Regions from separate parts of the Mus musculus genome. Here region 2 is linked to region 1. A link is a contact called in public HiChIP or PLAC-seq data. All regions are on one chromosome and are shown on one strand. The core of a region is the stretch at or near the end of the contact, and the rest is flanking DNA. Distances in the headings are between cores, read along the strand shown. Region 1 holds the start of Vps4a (vacuolar protein sorting 4A). Region 2 has its middle 11 kb from the start of Gm39240.

Evidence for each region. HiChIP or PLAC-seq counts read pairs in DNA pulled down with a chosen protein or histone mark.
Region 2: an H3K27ac HiChIP or PLAC-seq map of embryonic stem cells shows a contact between it and region 1, with 7 read pairs. The contact joins the enhancer-like site here to the promoter of Vps4a in region 1. A contact is called at or near these places in 1 of 15 datasets of contacts at CTCF or cohesin (embryonic stem cells), 1 of 484 Hi-C or Micro-C datasets (embryonic stem cells), 1 of 115 datasets of contacts at active chromatin or transcription factors (embryonic stem cells) and 1 of 9 other capture datasets (adipose tissue).

The regions. Positions count from the first base shown.
Region 1 is chr8:107,029,365-107,033,362 of GRCm38.p6, forward strand. Vps4a (vacuolar protein sorting 4A) reads left to right here and starts at 1,905. Exons shown (of 11, transcript NM_126165.2): 1 at 1,905-2,127. The coding sequence starts at 2,107.
Region 2 is chr8:107,111,115-107,114,889 of GRCm38.p6, forward strand. No RefSeq gene overlaps it. Among named protein-coding and RNA genes, the nearest start is that of Gm39240, 11 kb to the right of the region's middle. Within about 2 kb of position 2,262, at least 121 of the 459 cell types and tissues checked have an H3K27ac peak or open chromatin away from gene starts, as enhancers often do. A contact at or near this core is called in adipose tissue and embryonic stem cells, where this site is marked.

The sequences.
Region 1 (3,998 bases), core at 655-3,154:
CAGACACACTCACACACACCACTAAACACAATGTTTGGATGGTTGATTGTTTTTCTTTTTTTAAAAGATTTATTTGCTTATTTTATGTATGAGTAGTGTTAGGAAAGACCCACAGGAGAGATGGTTGTGTCATGTGACATGATGGGGTGTCCAAAGGCTGGAGTGATGGATCTACGAGTCACTGGAATTCCAAGGGTGTCCAGCAAGTGTGCCTTCCGCCTAGCAGGCTTCAAGGGAGCATGGCCCTACCAGTAACTTGAGTTTTAGACCTCCAGCCTCTAGAACTCCTGGGGTCTTTTTTTTTCTTTTTGGCATAATTTTTTTCTTCCTGTGAACTCAGAACCTCTGGAAGAGCAGCCAGTGCTCTTAACTGCTGTGCCATCTCTCCAGCATCTCTCCAGCCCCGACTGGTTTTTTGAAACGGGGTCTCTTTATGCTGTCCTGTTGGTCTTGGAGCTTGCTGTATAGTTCAGGCTGTCCTCAAACTCACAAGAGATCCTCTTGCCTCTGGCTCCTGAGCGCAGGTTATTAAAAGCATGTGCCACCATGATCTTTATTGTAGCTATGAGGGAGGGAACAGTCAGAGGCATCCGGAAGAGCCCAGAGCTGAGAAAGAACAGAGTGGACTGAATAGGGTCAGCTGACTGGACCTGACTGTGAGGGGAGCAGGAGCTGTGCAGAGAGGGAGAGACAAGACAAGACCAAGAGGGCACAGAGCTGAAATCGCAGGGTTATGAGGAGAAATGAGTAGCTGGGGAAGGGAAGCCCATGAGTGACGTTTAGGGGAGGGAGCAAAGCGCACATTAGCCCACAGACCTGGAGGCTAGTGTGCGCTTCCCTATGCTGACAGGCACCTCAGACAGCCATGTTCCTTCTGCCAGTGGTAAGGGAAATGACGTGGCTCCTTTGATAAAGGGGAAGCAGCTCCAGAATCTCAGGAAATGCAGTTTCCTTTGCACCTGACACAGAGAGAGAGACCCTGCCTGAAAAAAAGAAGTATCTGGGCATGGCAACCCAAAACTTTAATCCCAGCAAAGGCAGGCAGATCTCTGAGAGTTTGGGTGGGCAGGAGTGTGGCAATCAGAGGACAACTATAAGAAGTCTGCTCTCTTCTTCCACCCAGCAGGAACTGGGGATATTAGCTCATTTGTCTTGTGCACAAGTGCTTTTACCTGCTGAGCCATCTCGCTGGCCCAGAAAAGTTAACAGTTAAAAACTAGCACAAACTTGGTGGTGGTACAAGCCTTTAATCTCAGAACTCAGACGGCAGAGGCAGGTGGATCTCTGTTCGAGGTTACGCCTGGTCGACAGCCTGAGTTCCAAGACAGCCAAGGCAACACAGTGAAACCCTGTCTTGAAAAAAAAATAAAAATAAAAACCATCACAAAACAGGCTTTAGAATCATTCTCTCATAACAGTTACCTGGGATTGAACCCACAGTGTGACATTCACTATGTATACATTAGTTCATTCATTGTCCCCTAAGACAGGCAAGGTAAATACTAATTAACATAACCTATTAAATAGCGGGAAAACACAGCTCCAGGGAGTTTACTTTTTATGGTTAGGTTTACTCAAGTGGGGTACAGATTCTACTTGTTCCCTCCGCCCCGCCCCTCACTCTCTCACAAGGCACGCCCTTGGTCGGCCCCGCCCACCTGGGCTCCCAACTCCGCCCAGAACTCCCCATCTTTGTCCACGTCCAGCCCCGCTCCTCTCCCGGATCTACCAGGCCCCGCCCCCGTCGGCCCCACCCCTCACTCGGCGGCTCCGCCCCTCACTCCGGTTTTACCGGCCTTCGGGCTGGCCCTTTACCGGTATCCCACCAGACCCCGCCCCCGGCAGGCCCCGCCCCTCTTAGAGGAGCGGTGTCTGCAGTTGCAGGCCATGGCCACAGGGCGGCAGCCGCGTGACTCGGGCTGGGCCGCTCTGGGCCGCGCTCCTCGTTCACCCTCGGACTCGGCTCCCACTGCTAGTGGCAGCTCTGCCCGCGCCGAGAGCCGACCTGCCGGGCTCCTAAGCGGCGGACCCACCACCTCGGCTCCTCCGAGCCGGACCGAGGCCGCAAGCAGCACCGCGGGGTGTGGGGCGGACCCAGGATATGAAATGACAACGTCAACCCTCCAGGTACTTGGGTGCGGCGCGCCCGCGGAGGCCCAAGGCGGCAGGGCCTGCGGGCCGCGGAGCGGACGGGCGGTGGCCTCCTCGGAGCCCGGCCTGGCGGTCCCTGTCAGGCTGCCTCGTCCCACCCGCGCTGCAGCCTCTCCCGCGCTCGGAGCCCGAAGGACGTCTCCACTGAGCCCCGGCCCAAGCCGAACCGGCGGGCCGGAGCCCAGGACGCGCAGCCGGGGCTGAACTGCCGCCTTGCAGCGGCGCCGCCTCCCCCTGAGCGCGCCCGGGTCCCGCAGGTCGCTCCGGGAGCGGCGTTCACCCGCTCCTGCCAGGCGCCCTGGCAGCCCCCTGAGCTGCTTCCAACGAGCCCCGGGTTTCTCGGCCAGCCACCCTTCATTCATTCCCTACGTCCTGCAGGGTGATGCTGGGGTGGCGCCGCCCGGATGAAGGAAGGGCTCGTTCTAGAGCTGTCAGAAAGCATAAACACTGTCAGGCCTCAGGCTTGTGTTTAAATCCCAGCCCTGCCACTCACCAGTGTGTCTAGGTTTTGGATGTTGGAATGTTGGATTTCCTCATCACTAAAATAGGCAGTGCCCTTGTAGGGTGGTTGTCAGACGACTTGAGACAATAATTCAGGGAAAGCAATTATAACATAGGTTCAGCATATCATGTACTCGGTAAGCCTTTGCTAATAAAGTAAGCGTTTGGGTGGAACCAAGTAAGACTTTATGAAGGAAGGGACTTTAGCCAGAGCATCAAAGAGTGAGTGATATTTGCATATCTGGTGGTGGTGGTGGCTGCTCCAAGTAGAAATACAGGAGTAAATTTCTGTTCTAGGCTTGAAATTAGATGGAATTCAGAACTAGAACCCACCATTCACTGCAGAAACTGTTCTGTTTGTTCTTAGGGTTAAACCAACTTCGGCCTGATCCCACCTGCCTGGCCAGAGTTAGCACTACATGTGAACCAAGAATATTATCCAACTTTTAGGAAACAGTTTTATGAAGAGCTAGCACTCATGCTATAACGGTCACATATTTAAACTGTACCATCCAGGGCTTTTAGAGGTTTGAATCATCACCAAAGAAACTCTACGCCTTTAACCACTGCTCCTCAGCCCTACTGTCCCATGTAGCATACTCTGTGGCATTGTACGTTGTTGTGTTTGCGTGCATATGTATGTATGGTGTGCATGTGTTGTCTGGGTATGACAGTGCCCGCACACGCATTCCCATGACCTGCCCGTGTGGGGAGGTCCGAGGATAACATGCACGCATCGGTTCTCTTCTGGATGTTCAATTCAGGCTGTCAGACTCCGGTAGGAAGCGGATTTCTTTTTTCCTGGGATTTCCTTTATTCTTTGACGTTTCATACATGTCAACCATGAGTCTGGGTCTTGTGTACTTCCAGCTCCACCCCCTACTCCTGTGCCCCCCCTCTCAGTAACCCGCTGTGCCCAGTTAGTGCTTCTTAAATTTTGATTGGTCTTAGTGAGCTCATCTGGTGCAGGTAAGCTGCATTTCACAGCACCCCTCCAGCCTCTGGCTCTTTCCTCCCCTCTTCCAGTTTTTTTCTTGTGCCTTGGGGACATGGGTGATAACTCTCAGGGCTGAGCCCTCCCTCAATAGACACTAATCTCAGTTAGGAGTCTGCATTGACTGCTAATCATCTAACCAACTCACCACCACTGAGAGGAGCAACTTCTCTGGCCTAGATTATATCTGTGGAGATAAGTATAAATACTTAGAGGACAGATCAGCATTATGTCATCTAATAAAACAACAGTGTAGATTCTTCTCTAGGCCTGTGGTCCCTAAGCCATGGGCTTCTGACCAGCTTTACAGCGCCAGATCTGAATTCTTCCCTGTACAGCAGGCCTCAGATCC
Region 2 (3,775 bases), core at 1,012-3,511, 82 kb after region 1:
CTAGTGGCAGTGTGATGGGAATACACTTGTGGACGTTGAAAGCACCTTCCATCTGGGTCTAGACCATTAAGACCAGCCAGTGCTCTTAATCAGGTTCGGTTCCCAGCACCCACCCCACATGGCAGCTCACAATCGGCTGTCACTCCAGCTCCAGGAGATCCGACACCCTCACACAGACAGACATACATGCAGGCAAAACACCATTCCTAAGACAAAAATAAATACATCACTTAATTACTTTTAACAAAAGAAAGAAAAAAGATTTCTATCAACCCCTCTGTGGTTTACCTCCAAAACTTAAAACATTTTTAAAAATTGTGTTTGTGGGTGTGTGCTTCCCTTGTAAGTAGAGCTGGCTGTGGAGGTCAGGAGAGGATGTTGGCTTTCCCTGGAGCTGTGGCGACAGCTTCCCAGTGAGTCCTCTGCAAGAGTAGTCTGTGCTCTTTAACTGTTGGGCGTCTTGCCAGGCCTTCTGAGTATTATATTTTATTCTTTTTTTTTTTTTTTTTTTTTTTTTTTTTGGTTTTTCGAGACAGGGTTTCTCTGTATAGCCCTGGCTGTCCTGGAGCTCACTTTGTAGACCAGGCTGGCCTCGAACTCAGAAATACGCCTGCCTCTGCCTCCCGAGTGCTGGGATTAAAGGCGTGCGCCACCACGCCCGGCTTTCTTTTTTTTAAAAATAAGTTTGTTGTGGCTTAGCAGGTAGTGACAGGAAGCTTACTAGAAGTTCAAGATCTCAGCCTGGACTACATAGTAGGACTGTCTCAAAACAACAACAACAACAACAAGCATGGCCCAGAGGTTAGGAGCACCTGTCTCCTGTTGCTCTGGCAGAGCACCCGAGTGACCCCAGAACACCCACACAGTAGGTCTCAAACATCCCTAACTTCAATTCCAGCAGATCCAGCATCTTCTAATGACCTCCAAGAGTATCAGGCAAAACCACTCATATATACATATGTATATGGTTTACATGTATACACACAGGCAAAAACACTCAGACCCACAAAAATATAATAAGTATAAATATTAAAATGATAATAAAAATGTAAATGGGGTCAGGTGTGGTAGCATATGCTTTTTTAGAATTCTTTTCTCGTTAAAAATTTTTTTCACACAACATGTTTTGATCATTTTTTTCCTTCTCTCAATCCCTCCCCAGATCTTTACTGCCTTCTTGCCTTTATTTTTCTGTTCTCTATCTTTCTTTTTCAGAAACAAACAAAAACCCAAAGAAACAAGAACAAAAGTCCTCACAGAACACACACGCACACACACACACACAATGAAAATCAAAATAAATAGGAAGACCAATAAGACAAAAAAAAAAAAAGAAAAGAAAGAAAGAAAGAAAGAAAAAGAAAAAAAAAGCTAAAACAAAGTAAAATGAAACAAAAAGTTCACAAAAATACTCCAAGGCTTATTTCTCCAAGGCTTGGGACTGCTCTGAGGGCTGATATATAAAATAAAGCTCCGGGGGGTGGGGGGTTGGAAAAAAAAAAAAAAAATAAAGCTCCATTGGAGAAAACTGTTTCCCCCTTACCAGAGGGTGTCAATTACAGATAGTTTACAGATCCTGTCCACTTTCTTCTTTCAGTATTGAGACCCTGGGTGGCTTGTATAGGCCTATACCATTAATCCCAGCTCTCTGGAAAGAGAGGCAAGAGATCTCTGAGCTGGAGGCTAGGTCAGCCTGGTCTACAGAGAGAGGATTGGTTTCAAATCACCAACCAACCAACCAACCAACAACAATAAATAGGGGGCTGGAGAGATGGCTCAGTGTTTAAGAGCCCTTGCTGCTTTCGCCGAGAACCCGAGTTCAAATCCTAGCACCCTCTGTGGGACGTTCGTATCTGGCTGGAACTCCAGCCCCTGGGGATCAGAAACAGCCTCTCCTCTGGCTTCCATGGTCATCTCCATGGTGCCATGGTTACATGACATACCCACACCAAGATGTATATCTACATACACATAATTAAAAGTAATAAAAATATTTCAAAATGTGTGTGTGTGTGTGTGAGTGTGTGTGCATACAGGTATGTGTGGAGGCCAGAGGACAATCCCAGAAGCCAAAAGGCTCTCTCGATGGCCTGGAGCTCACTAACTGGGCCAGGCTGTGAGCAGCAAAAATCCACCTCTTTCTGCTTTCTCAGCACCTGGATTGCAGTCACACCCAGCTTTTTACAAGGGTTTTGGGGATCTAATTCAAGGCTTTGAATTTGCAAGGCGAGCACTTTACTAACTGTTGCCCTAGCAACAGTCTTTAAAAAAAAAAAAAAAAAAAGATGAGGCTGAGCGAGAGGCTGAAAGGGTAGCATGCCAGTGGTGTGTGTGGAGGTCAGAGGGCAACATTCAGGAGTCAGCTCTCTCCTTCCACCATGAGGTTTCAGGGATGGAAAGTCAGATCGGCAGGCTTGTGCGAAAGGTGCTTTTACCATCTGAACTGTCTCTCTCTCCCTCACCTACCCCATCCTCATGACTCAAGATGTGGCCATGCTTGGCCAGAAACTCAACATATTGTCAGGCTGAAGTCAGAGATCTGTCTGCCTCTGCCTCAAAGGAAAGGCTCAAAGTGGCCTTGCTTGTAGCCAAGGACAGTGTCAGAGTTCCTGATCCTCCTGTGTCAAGTCCTCATGGGTGGGATCACAGGCAGGCATCACCACATTGGTTTTCTGCGGTGGTGGTCTGGAACCCAAGCATTCAACCAGCGGTGCTACAGCCTCAGCCCCATGTGTAACCTTTTATCGAATCTAACTCTGATGTTTGAGAATGGCGAACAACAGGGCTCAGGTGCATTTTATTTTTCTATGAGTATCGGATTCATTGACCTTCTTTAAGAAAATCCCCTTCCGGGGCTAACAGACCCACGGCTCAGAGTTTAAGAACGCACACTGTTCTTGAACGGTGGGTTCAGTTCCCAGCATCCACACGGTGCCTCACAACTGCCAGCAAATCCAGTTTCAGACAATATGATACTTTCTGGTCTCCATGGATACCTGCACACATGTGATACATACCAACTCACTGTAAAAATCATAAACATAGAAAACCAAAAGCAAAACCCCTCATTTCTGAAGTGCTACTTTTGTTACGGATCAAGAGGCCCGGGTATAGGTCTGTTTCTAGGGCTACAGAAATTAGAAAGCTAATTGAGTATGTAAGAAAAAAAAAAAAAAAAGAAAGAAAGAAAAGTGAAGACCACGTGACTAAACAGCCCGTGGGCCTTTAACTCCCTGGGACCCCTGGACTGGTGGGAGATCAAACAGGAAAGCAGCTAGATATTCTGACCCAGGAAACCTCAGGCAGCAGTAGTAGTATTTTTTTTTTCCTTTTGTTGTTCGATTTCAAGTGTCGGGGAGTACAATGGAAAGAACATCCACTTGGGGCAGGAAATGCCAGGGAAAGAGCCCAGAGGACGTGACATTTGGGTGGGTCATGAGTGACGATGAAATCTGTCATCTCTTTTTATGACTGTAATCTGCTGTCTACCGTGCGTTTCCCACCCGCGTTTCATCTGCATTATGTCTTATCTGATTTAGAAGGGCCCACAGGGAACTGTATCCCGCCCCCTCCCAACCCCTCGCCCCAGAAGATCTGAGAGCTGGGGCTGGTTCTGGGTTTGTCAGACTCAGCTGTACTTCGTAAAGGCCTGGGCTGGGCCTTTAAATTTTTTTCTGTAACTGTAGTGCCACAGGATTCCTGAGTTTCACCCACACACAGGCTCCCTACCCGAGCCCCAGCTGGCTGCCAACACCCACACTAACCAACTAACCCC